Regions from separate parts of the Mus musculus genome. Here regions 1 and 3 are each linked to region 2. The links are chromatin contacts, called in public HiChIP or PLAC-seq and promoter capture Hi-C maps. All regions are on one chromosome and are shown on one strand. Each heading gives the region's core, a stretch centred on a gene start, on an enhancer-like site or on the middle of the called end of the contact. The rest is flanking DNA. Distances are from core to core; before and after follow the strand shown. Region 1 has its middle 53 kb from the start of Tram2. Region 2 holds the start of Efhc1 (EF-hand domain (C-terminal) containing 1). Region 3 has its middle 39 kb from the start of Gm32947.

What was found. Promoter capture Hi-C pulls out the DNA fragments that hold promoters and counts their contacts. HiChIP or PLAC-seq counts read pairs in DNA pulled down with a chosen protein or histone mark.
Region 1: a contact with region 2 is called in a promoter capture Hi-C map of liver, with 4 times the contacts expected there. The contact joins the enhancer-like site here to the promoter of Efhc1 in region 2. A contact is called at or near these places in 17 of 39 promoter capture datasets (the C10 cell line, the HPC-7 cell line, HPC-7-derived erythroid cells and 11 more), 2 of 484 Hi-C or Micro-C datasets (adipose-derived mesenchymal stem cells and cranial neural crest), 2 of 115 datasets of contacts at active chromatin or transcription factors (bone marrow-derived macrophages and embryonic stem cells) and 4 of 9 other capture datasets (adipose tissue, liver, macrophages and 1 more).
Region 3: an H3K27ac HiChIP or PLAC-seq map of trophoblast stem cells shows a contact between it and region 2, with 13 read pairs. The contact joins the enhancer-like site here to the promoter of Efhc1 in region 2. A contact is called at or near these places in 25 of 39 promoter capture datasets (the 3T3-L1 cell line, the C10 cell line, the HPC-7 cell line and 15 more), 3 of 15 datasets of contacts at CTCF or cohesin (embryonic stem cells, hippocampal excitatory neurons and pro-B cells), 78 of 484 Hi-C or Micro-C datasets (3T3-L1-derived adipocytes, the 4T1 cell line, B cells and 56 more), 30 of 115 datasets of contacts at active chromatin or transcription factors (the NIH/3T3 cell line, SST interneurons, astrocytes and 19 more) and 4 of 9 other capture datasets (adipose tissue, liver, macrophages and 1 more).

What each region holds. Positions count from the first base shown.
Region 1 is chr1:21,130,610-21,134,174 of GRCm38.p6, reverse strand. No RefSeq gene overlaps it. Among named protein-coding and RNA genes, the nearest start is that of Tram2, 53 kb to the right of the region's middle. Within about 2 kb of position 1,619, at least 3 of the 459 cell types and tissues checked have an H3K27ac peak or open chromatin away from gene starts, as enhancers often do. A contact at or near this core is called in liver, where this site is marked.
Region 2 is chr1:20,950,110-20,953,391 of GRCm38.p6, reverse strand. It overlaps Efhc1 (EF-hand domain (C-terminal) containing 1), which reads right to left and starts at 1,766. Exons shown (of 11, transcript NM_027974.1): 1 at 1,596-1,766. The coding sequence starts at 1,658. The region is part of intron 1 of Gm51618 (a long non-coding RNA gene); the gene reads left to right.
Region 3 is chr1:21,153,125-21,156,414 of GRCm38.p6, reverse strand. No RefSeq gene overlaps it. Among named protein-coding and RNA genes, the nearest start is that of Gm32947, 39 kb to the left of the region's middle. Within about 2 kb of position 1,679, at least 6 of the 459 cell types and tissues checked have an H3K27ac peak or open chromatin away from gene starts, as enhancers often do. A contact at or near this core is called in trophoblast stem cells, where this site is marked.

The DNA.
Region 1 (3,565 bases), core at 370-2,869, 180 kb before region 2:
AAATTTCCACTTTGGAAGAATAAGAATGAGGAGGAGCAAGAGGGAAGAGGAGGAGGAGGTGGTTTTGTTTTCCTTCTTTTTATGTAAGCTGTATGAATTTTTGACAGATGTTTCTCTTAAATCTTTTAAGACAACCTTATGGATCATGTTTCTCTCCTTAATTCACCTCAGTTCATATTTAAAGTACTGCTAATGTAGCCTTCCAGTAATAAACCCATCTAGTTATGATGTGTTAGTCTTTTTCTGTCGTGCTTAGTAAGAAATCCCAGCTTTTGCATCTAAGTTACTTTTGACGGTGTGAGGCAGTAATATTCATTTTATAATGTACTTGTGCATTTTTGATATGACTGGAATCCTGGCCTCATAAAATGAGCTCTTAAATATTATCTCATGACTTTTTCCTATAAAAAGTTTGTGTAAGGTTGACATTTTTTCCCTTTTAATGTTTAAATTCACTGGTAAAGTCATGCTTTTTGTTCAGCTGTCTGGTCTGTTGCCCTTCTGGGAATAACAGTCTCCCTATTGTCTCGTGACTTCAAACCACCATTTAATATGGACCATGCATGGTATTGATGCTGTTTGTAAACGAGATTACCCTGTGTTGTTACTCTATAGAGCATTAACAAGATGTTTCCAGTGAAAAGCATACATATATTAAAGCTACTTATTTCCAGTTTTAGATTAAACAGATTTGATATTACCCCAGTATTCACTCCTAATAGATTGTGTTTATTGTTTATTAATCTGTTGTGTCTAACATCTCAAATTAAATAATAATATAACTAACATAATATATTAGTCACAAAAGCTAGTTAGTACAAAGAATAAGAGTCTTAAGCTAGGTGTGGTAGCACGTATCTTCTAATTCTAGTACTGAGGCAGCTCTGGTAGGAGGGCCACAGGTCCAAGGCCAGACCTGGACTCAGAGTGAGACTCTGTCTCCAAAAATCAAAACAAAATGAATTAAAAGCAAGAAGCTTATTATACCGATGAATTTGATTGAAGCATTAATAATGTTTGGTATTCTTCTATTATGATACACTTTCTTGTGTGAATGAAAAGCTATACAGTTAGGAATTGTGTTATGCTGCATAATTTCAATTCCTTTCAGGAACATTTCACATTAAATATAATTTTGAAAGCCATTATTTGTATGGCCTATAAAGACCATTTCAATACACAAAACTTCTCTGCTCCCACCATCAAAGATGTGTGTGTAACTGTAGCACCAATGCAGAAGCGAGGTGTTTCCCAGCAACCTGCACAAGAGAGTTTTACAAAAATCATTTTATAAAATGATTCTTAATAGTCAGCATAAATGGGGGAATTATTAGCCCTAGGGCTACCTACATAGGAACTCTGACAAAAGAAAAAAAAAACTAGTAGTTTGTTTATCATGCCTCCGCTGAGTGTGACTCTATTTTCTTTGATGAACAATGAACTATTTGTTTCAACTTCCTCTTTGGAAATTAAGTTCTAATTTAAACAAATGATAACATGAGATGAAAAGACACTAGGCAGTTTGTGGTTCTTGCCTTTTCACTTAGAGTAAAGGGACACTTTGCTCACTCAAAGTGTCTGTCACACCACCTTTGGACCTTCTGAGTGCCACGTGTGAAGTACCTACAGCTCAAGGTTACCATGGCATAGCACCGTGAACTTTGACATGGGAGCAAATAACAGAGAAAGGTTTTGCCAAGTGTTCTGTTGACACTGTAGTTAAAAAGAACATTACATCCTTTGAAAATATTGGAAATGATATCACAATGTAGAAGACAAGGGAGAATGAGTTTCCTGAACAGCTAATGCTGGAGAAAGTGGCATTTTGAAGTCCACATAGATGGCACTAGCAAATTCTTTTTTTTTTTTTTATTTTGTCATGATCATTTTTTAAAATATTTTATTAGATATTTTCTTTATTTACATTTGAAATGTTATGCCCTTTCCTAGTTTCCCCTCTGAAATTCCCCTATCCCCTCCCCCTCCCCATACTCCCCAACCCACCCACTCCCATTCCTGGTCCTGGCATTTCCCTATACTGGGGCATAGAACCTTCACAGGACCAAGGGCTTCTCCTCCCATTGATGACTGACTAGGCCATCCTCTGCTTCATATAGAGCTAGAGCCACAAGTTCCACCATGTGTTTTCTTTGATTGGTTGGTGGTATAGTTCCAAGGAGCTCTGGGGGTACTGGTTAGTGCATATTGATGTTCCTCCTATGGGGCTTCACTCCCCTTCAGCTCCCTGGGTACTTGGAGTACTATTAAACTATTAAAAACAATGAATTTATGAAATTCTTAGACAAATGGATGGATCTGGAAGATATCAACTTGAGCAAGATAACCCAATCACAAAAGAACACACATGATATGCACTCACTGATAAGTGGATATTAGCCCAGAAGCTTAGAATCCTTATTAGAAGGGGGAACAAAATACTCATGGAAGGAGTTACAAAGTTCGGAGCAAAGTCTGAAGGAAGGACCATCCAGTGACTGCCCCACTTGGGGATCCATCCCATAAACAACCACCAAACCCAGATGCTATGGCAGATGCCAACAAGAGCCTTCTGACAGGTGCCTTATATAGCTGTCTCCTGAGAGACTCTGCCAGTGCCTGGCAAATACAGAAGTGGATGCACACAATCATCCGTTGGACAGAGCACAAGGTCCCCAATGAAGGAGCTAGAGAAGGCACTAGCAAATTCTATTCTGTGGATGTTCTGAGTCTTCTAATGTTATTTTCCCCAGTCAGAATTAATTACTGCAACAATTTGCCTCAACACACCTATTAATCTCTCTTGACAACTTTGGGGGTCAAAGGTAGGTTGACAGTTTACTTAAGGAGTGGGTTGCAAAAAAATTACAGTCCCTTAAACATCATTAAATATCACAAAAAGCTAAAATGCCAAGCCTAGGTCCCTAGTTGTTTGAGTTTTTATTGGGAATTGATTTATGTCACCCCAGTAGTGTAAGAATTTTGTTTTGTTTCAAAGTGAACTAAGACTAAATATTCTTTAGATAACCTCTTCCTGTAATCTCTCCCATGTTAAGTGGCTCTCTTCTGATAGGTACCTTTCTCAAATCACCATTTTGATCCTGTTCCTCATTGAGATTTTTTTTTAACTCCTTGGGCTCTCTATCAAACTAATACATATCTGTATATAGCCTGCCCAGATCTTGAGGGCTATAACTCCAGGCTATTTCTCAGTAGATCTGAAAGTGTCCATGATTTCTTTTTTTTGTTGTTTAGCTAATTGTTTTGTTTGTGTTTACTTGGGGTTTTGTCCTTTGGGCTTTTGGTGTTTGACTCTCTGACTAGACCCTCATCTGGAGTTGATAATACCACTGTTGAAAATCTTTTAAAACCTTTAAAAATTATAATCAAGGGCTTGGGTCAATGGTAGAGCACTTGGCTAAAATATATAAGGCCCTGAGTTCTATCCCAGTACCAGCACCAAAAAAAAAAAAAAAAGTGAAGAGATAAAATTAATTAATTTAATTAAAGTAAAGTGAATTTATAATCTTATATCTAAATATCTAAATATGATGAGAGGTTTTTATGA
Region 2 (3,282 bases), core at 517-3,016:
TACAAATGACCACTGGCTTACCTATGGTCATCGTCACCCAATCTTAATGTTGACTCTTCAGAATTACTTCTGTAACTCTGATAATTTTTTTAAATGCCGAATGCTTTTGAGAGTTAGGGTTGGGAGTGTAGCTCTGTTGTTAGAGTGTTTGTCTGACACAAAGATCTGTCTTTGGTGACCTGCCTGTAACCCCACACTTAGGAGCCCAGAGGATCAGTTCCAGATCAGCCCAGACTATATAGTGTGTGAAGTCAACTGGGACTGCTTGAGACCTGGTGTCGAAAGAAATGAACAAACAGTTAACCTATGTTAGGAGGAAACTAAGAACCCAAATTACTGTTATCACTTGGCTTTGATATGATAGGACGTGTTTGTTGTTGTTGGGGTGGTTTGTTCTGAGCATGTGTGTGTGGGGGGATATGAGTGTATATGCACATGCCTGTTTGCATGTATGTGGAAATACATATGAAAGACCAAAGTTGGCATGGGTAGGCTGCATCAGGTAAGGGTCAGTCTAGCTAAGCGTCTTGCTTGGGTATTAAGGATCTGAACTCCACTCCTCTTATGAGAGCAGCAAGTGCTTTATCCTCTGAGCCACTTCCTTTTCACGAAGCTCCTGTTCTGTCTGGTTTGGATCTGCTGTCGTTTGGAGACAGTGACTAGCTATGTAGCCCAGGCTAGACTCAAATTGGCCACCCGTATGCCTCAGCTTCCTGAAAGCTGAGATTACGAATGTGCATCGCCACCCTGGACTTTATTTAATTTAATATTTAATTTCATCTAGATGATGACTATAAACAGTTGGGGCAAAGGAGTAAAATGCAATCTGAACGGGAGCCCTGTGTGTTGGCATGTCTTTAATCCAAGCAGTCTGCAGGCCGAGGCAGGTGGTTCTCAGGTTCAAGGCCAGCCTAGGCTGCAGACAAGATAAAACAACAACCTCCCCCCCCACACACACACACAGTCTGAAAATGAATCATGTGTGTAAGTACACACACACGGGCTACAGAAAGAGAAACATTAAGTGGTTCATTCCTATGGTTGAGACGGAAGAAATACAAGGAGAGGAGGAAGAATGCTTTACAGAGAAAAACTACAAGAAAACCAGCATGTGGGGGCGGCGGGAGGTGGGGGATTCAATTCTAGGGAAGGCTGTAGCTGGAGAGAAAAGTGACCCTTAACTCAAAAGGCCAGAGACTGGGGTGGGGACCCGTCAGGAAAGGAGTACGTGGAAAAGATGCATACACATAGAGGAAAGGGGTTGAAGGGCAGTGACCCTGAGGATTCAGAAGCGGTGAGACAAATCCAGAATGAGGCTGCTGTGGAGAGACGGTAGGAGAGGATGAAGGCGCTGAGTAGGGTTACAGTGCAGCTGGGGAGAGGCCTGGAGACAGCCTGGGGTAATCGGGCCAGAAGGCAGGTAGATGGGGCAGTAAAGAAAGAACAGGGCCACGGTGAGGACCCAGGAGGGTGAGTGGACTACCAAGAGGCCAAGCAAAATCGGCAGAGGCTGGGATGCGCGAGGACGACGGAGCCTGCGGAATGAAGGAGCGCAGAGGCGAGCCAAGTGGAGAACCCTTCGGGCTGGCCCTCACCGTGGAGTCTGTAAAGGACGAGCCCGGGAGAAAGGGCAGGCCGTGCACCGGGTTGGTCCCCATCGCTGCCCTGCAGCTGCCACCTCGGTTGCCTTTTGCCGCTCGGGTTACCCTGGCAACAAACTGCACTCGCGGGCCTCTCCAGACTCCCTGGTAACGCCAAACACACTAGTCGAGAGAGGGGAGGAGCGGCGGGGAGGAGGGGAGGATGTTAGGGGGCGGGGAAAGGGAGGCGGAGGCCAGGTCTGCGCCTGCGCACAGCACTACTGACTCTAGTGGCCACAGGACGTGGCTAATGGGTGTGGCAGAGGCGGCTCCGCCCCCTTTCTTTCCCATACTTTTCCCTTTCTCCTCAGCCCCCACTTCCTGGCTCCCAGAGGATGCAACCTAGGGGTGGGCTGAAGAAAGCGGATGTTCTTAGGCCTTGGCTCGCGCAGTGAGGTCTGGGATTGGACCACGTCCCTTTAGATCAGTTGTTACAAAGAAGTTCCTTGCTCCACGTTAGTCCTCCCAAGAGCTCAGGCACCCTTTCTCTGGGGAAAGAGCTGCTGTCCTAGTCCAGACACAATGTACAGTGGTTGCTCCCCAGTGAAAGCGCTAAATACTTCAGACTCATCAAATTATGAGGCAAGGGCTGTGGATTAGATTATAATCGACTGCATTTTCGTTGCTCAGACTTGATCCGATTTGAAGCCCCAGTCTTTCCACGGCTTCCTGGTCCCCTCTTAGCTATCTGTTCCACCGTAGATTCCTATAGATTGTGTGCTGAGGTCTCAGAACTTTACTGGGTATCTGTTGACTGAAAAGCTGGAGAGTGCCTACGCCTACCTTAGTCCTTGCTTTATAGCTATAGCATCAGTGATACATAAGAACCACAGAGGAAGAGAGAACCTTCAAAGAGAGACCGAGTCATGAGAAAGAAGTAATTCAGGGGAGTGAAATATTGTCAGGGTCATGTGTACTGCAGAGTATAGCATTTTCTGGACAACTTTTTTTTTTTCCTTTAAAAAAAAAGTGACCCCATTCCTGAAAGATCATCAGGAAAAGAAAGAAACCAAGAGTCTGTCAGCATGGGGAAATAAAAGGGAAGCTAAGATGCCCAGAGATTTTTTTCCATTATGTCTCAAATTTCCTAGGAGTTTGGTCTTTATAACATGTTTTCTGACCTAGGAATTTAGAGAAACGGTAGAGTAGTAAGCCTGAGGGAGAGTATCATGGGTCATTTGCTGCCACCAGTTAAGATGGCAGCTGCATTAGTCAGGGTTCCCTAGAGGAGCAGAACTGATGGAATGAATAAACACATTGATTGATGTTGGCTGTAGGTGCCGAAGTAAATAGAGAAGCTTACCAAGATGCTAAGCCTTCATTTTCTGAAGGGGCAAGAGGGTTCATCCTTCTTGGAAAAGGCTGGCATCCCGCTAGCTCACTCCAGTGACTTTGTTCAAATATTATACAAGCTTAATTGGGGCTGGGAAGGTTCTAGCTACCAAAGTTATCTTGCCTTTGCTGCCCATGAGAGCAGACGAGCCTTTTGATCACTGCTAGCTATAATCAAAAGTAAGAACTCCAGGTTTGCTAGGAGCACCTTAAAACCAAGGTTGGTACAGCTGCAAGCTCTCACATAGGACCAAGTGCAGATTCTCTAGAGAGAGACGACATTTCCTCAGGTTTCAAACAGTCTCAAAAT
Region 3 (3,290 bases), core at 430-2,929, 200 kb before region 2:
GTCTATACAGAAAAGGAAGCAATCAGCATAGGGAAGAAACATCCAGTACAATGGAAGGAAAGTCTGCCCTGGTGAGGTTGGTTGGTTGGTTGGTTGGTTTTGGTTTTTTGCTTTGTTTTGTTTTGTTTTGTTTTGTTTTGTTTGGGTTTTTTTGTGGTTGTTGTTTTTGGTTTTTTGAGACAGGGTTTCTCTGTGTAGCCCTGGCTGTCCTGGAACTCACTCTGTAGTCCAGGCTGACCTCGAACTCATAGATTGCCTGCCTCTGCCTCCCAAATCCTGGTATTAAAGGTGTGGGCCACCACTGGAGGGAATCTGGGGGGAAAGAGGTAGAGGAGAAGAGGGGGGAGGACGAGGAAGAGAAGGAGGATCAGGGGGAGGACGAGGAGGATAAAGAGGAGGGGGGATAGAACGTGGGGAAGGAGCAGGGGTTGGAAAAAGAGGAGGAGAAAGAAGAGGAGAAGGAGGAGGGGAGCCAGGTCCTTTGTTACAGAGGTCTAGGTATAAGGGCAAAGCAGAGACTTTATCAGCCTTTTTAGAAGCAGACCTTTCTCTCCCTCCTCCTGTATCTGAGATATGGTCCCCCCCCCCACCTTCCCACTCTGCGCAAGACAATACCCACTGCTATGTCAAGGGGCCACGTGATGGTCAAGCCAGGCCATTCTGGAGTGGGAAACAGTGGGAAAGTTGCTATCAGGAAAATACTCATTGAGTACTGGTCTTTCTCCTGTCCTTCTTCCATGGTTCAATTTTCATGAAATTTCTTGGTGTTTCATAAGTGCATCAAGTAGGGACAATGACGGTGCATAGTCTCACTCAGTATCACCACAGGACCACAACTCCTTACAATCCATCTTCTTTCTTGGCACTGTTATTTTAATTAAAAAAAAATTATGTGTGCAAGTGTTTGCTGATGTGTGTGTACCACTTGTGAGCCTGTTACCCATGAAGGCCAGAAGTGGGCATCATGAGATGCCCTAAAACCAGAGTTACAGACGTCTTTTGTAGTTATCACCCAAACAGGATGAACCCCGAATTTCAAAGGGCTGCTGTCTGCTTTGCCTCAGTGGTCCACACATAAATTACTGGATCCACTTACAGTCTGCATGCTAGAAAGTCCCAGGAACTTGAACAGCAGGCTCTTTTATTTCTGTCTCCTCAGTACTAAGTGGCTCTGATGTGTGACTGCATCCAAACGTAGCCAGTGACTCCAACACAAAATAGACTCCAGGACCTTTCCATTCTCGAGTCTGGCTTTGATGAGGACCGCAGGGACCAATGAGAACATTGTTTGTACATGAGATTCCCGGGAGAGAAGGGCCTGCTGAGTCCTGATATAAAACACCCCAAAGTGATCATTCCCTTTTGATTGCTTGGGGGGAGGGGTGGATTTTGAACAAAGATGCTGATAAAGACAAAATTCTCATCGAGAGCTAAACAACATCCCTGACACGAAGGAAACACGAGCTGCTGAGAACCACATCCAGTTGTCTTTGCGCCGAGGCTCCATCAATGCCCAAGGCACGAAGCCAAGCAGGGTGTTCCCTTTTCTAAACGTGTCGGGATGTGACCCCTTCTAAAGACACTTTCCCCATAAACAACCAGCTTCCTACCCTTAGTCATCAGACACCGCTGTGTCTGAGTCTGACTTTCACTGTTTCTTTGGTTCCCCTGGGCAATTCAGCCTCTTGAATAGCATGTTCTGTCTTGGATTATCGCAAAGCTGAGTTGTGTCAATACCGAGTGTTCTCTCTTCTCTTTGAAGCTACCCAGAGAAGCTAAAACCCTCCAGGAGTCGAATGTAGGCCCCAGGAGCTCCAGGGAAGCAGCCAGGCACGTCTGACACAGTAGTGTCTGTTTCAACACTTCGTGTCTTTTACTGCAATGTGCAACTTGTTTCAGTTAGAATTTTCAGTGGAAAGGAGTTAGTTTAGCCACTGAATCTGTCTTGGTGTCGGGGCAGCCCACTATGGTTCATTCTGTGAGCAGAGCCCTAGGATAGCCTTGGTCCTCTGAAGACCTGGCTCTTTCAGGACCTCATGCTTTGTTTCTGGTGGTTCACTGAGAATGGTCGTTTCTTTCCTCTGTGGCTGGATTCAGCGAATGGGGAAGGGAATGGCACTGTCTATGGGTTGGTTGGTTGGTTGGTTGGTTGGTTGGTTGGTTGGTTGGTTAGTTGGTTGGTTGGTTGTTTGTTTGGATTGTTTTGCTTTTCATTTCTTCTATTTTTTTTCTCCACTCCAAAAATATGGAAGAAGGATTATAGTACTAAATTCATCTTTACCAAAAGAACTCTAAGTTACATTTCTTTACAAAAACAAAACAAAAACAAACAAAAAAACAAAAACAAGCAAAAAATCCCCACAAATCTCTGCTTAAAATAATTGTACAGGAAAAGTCTGTATAGGAAAATTAGATAAGAGATAAAGAAAAAGAGAGTGAAACATCCAAAAAACAATTTTTTTTTCTCCAATGCTGGGCATCCACCTGGAGTCCCAGCATCCTGCTGTTACCCTAGCAACCAGTTGAAATGTTTTCTCCAAAGTGTCTAGATAAGTCTAGATAAGTTAAGAACGTTTTCTCACAGCCACGCAGTGGTGGCACATGCCTTTAATCCCAGAGAGACAGGTGGGGGGAGGGGGCGGGGGAGGGAGAGAGGAAGAGATAGAGGAAGGAAGAGAGGGAGGGGGAGGGAAAGAGAGAATATATGTTGCAGACTGCCTTAAAACTCATGAACTTCTGTCTCGGCCTCCTGAGGACCGGGACTACAGGCCTGCACCACCATTCCAGGATAAATCTAATGCTTTTAAAACATAACTCCCAGAACCCTCTGGGAAGCCAGGCCTTGCCAATGTTTGCTCCTTCTTCAGTAGCTTCTACCCATTCTCAATCTTTGGGTTTCTTGGCCCGTGAGAATGTGTGGCTGACCTTGGACTGCTCCTCATCCCCGAAACGCAGTTGCTGGCCAAGCAGGAGCAATCACTCCCATTCTGCATAGTGCTCCTTGATGCACGAGGCTCCCTTCCCTCGAATGGTCTAAACCCCTCCCAACTTCCCTTTTTGGGCAATGTAGCACATATACACTTCAGTCTGCAAACACAAATTTAATATTCCTTATTTTCTAATATCCTAACTTATTTTCTTCTTCAGGTTTCCACATCACCCAGTAACAAGAGGTTAATGCATCCTTATGGAATTTAGACACACACTTACACTGTCCCTGTGCTGCATCACTTCTGAGTCAACACCTACTTATACAATGCCCCTCCCCCAGACATACACACTCTTCTCCC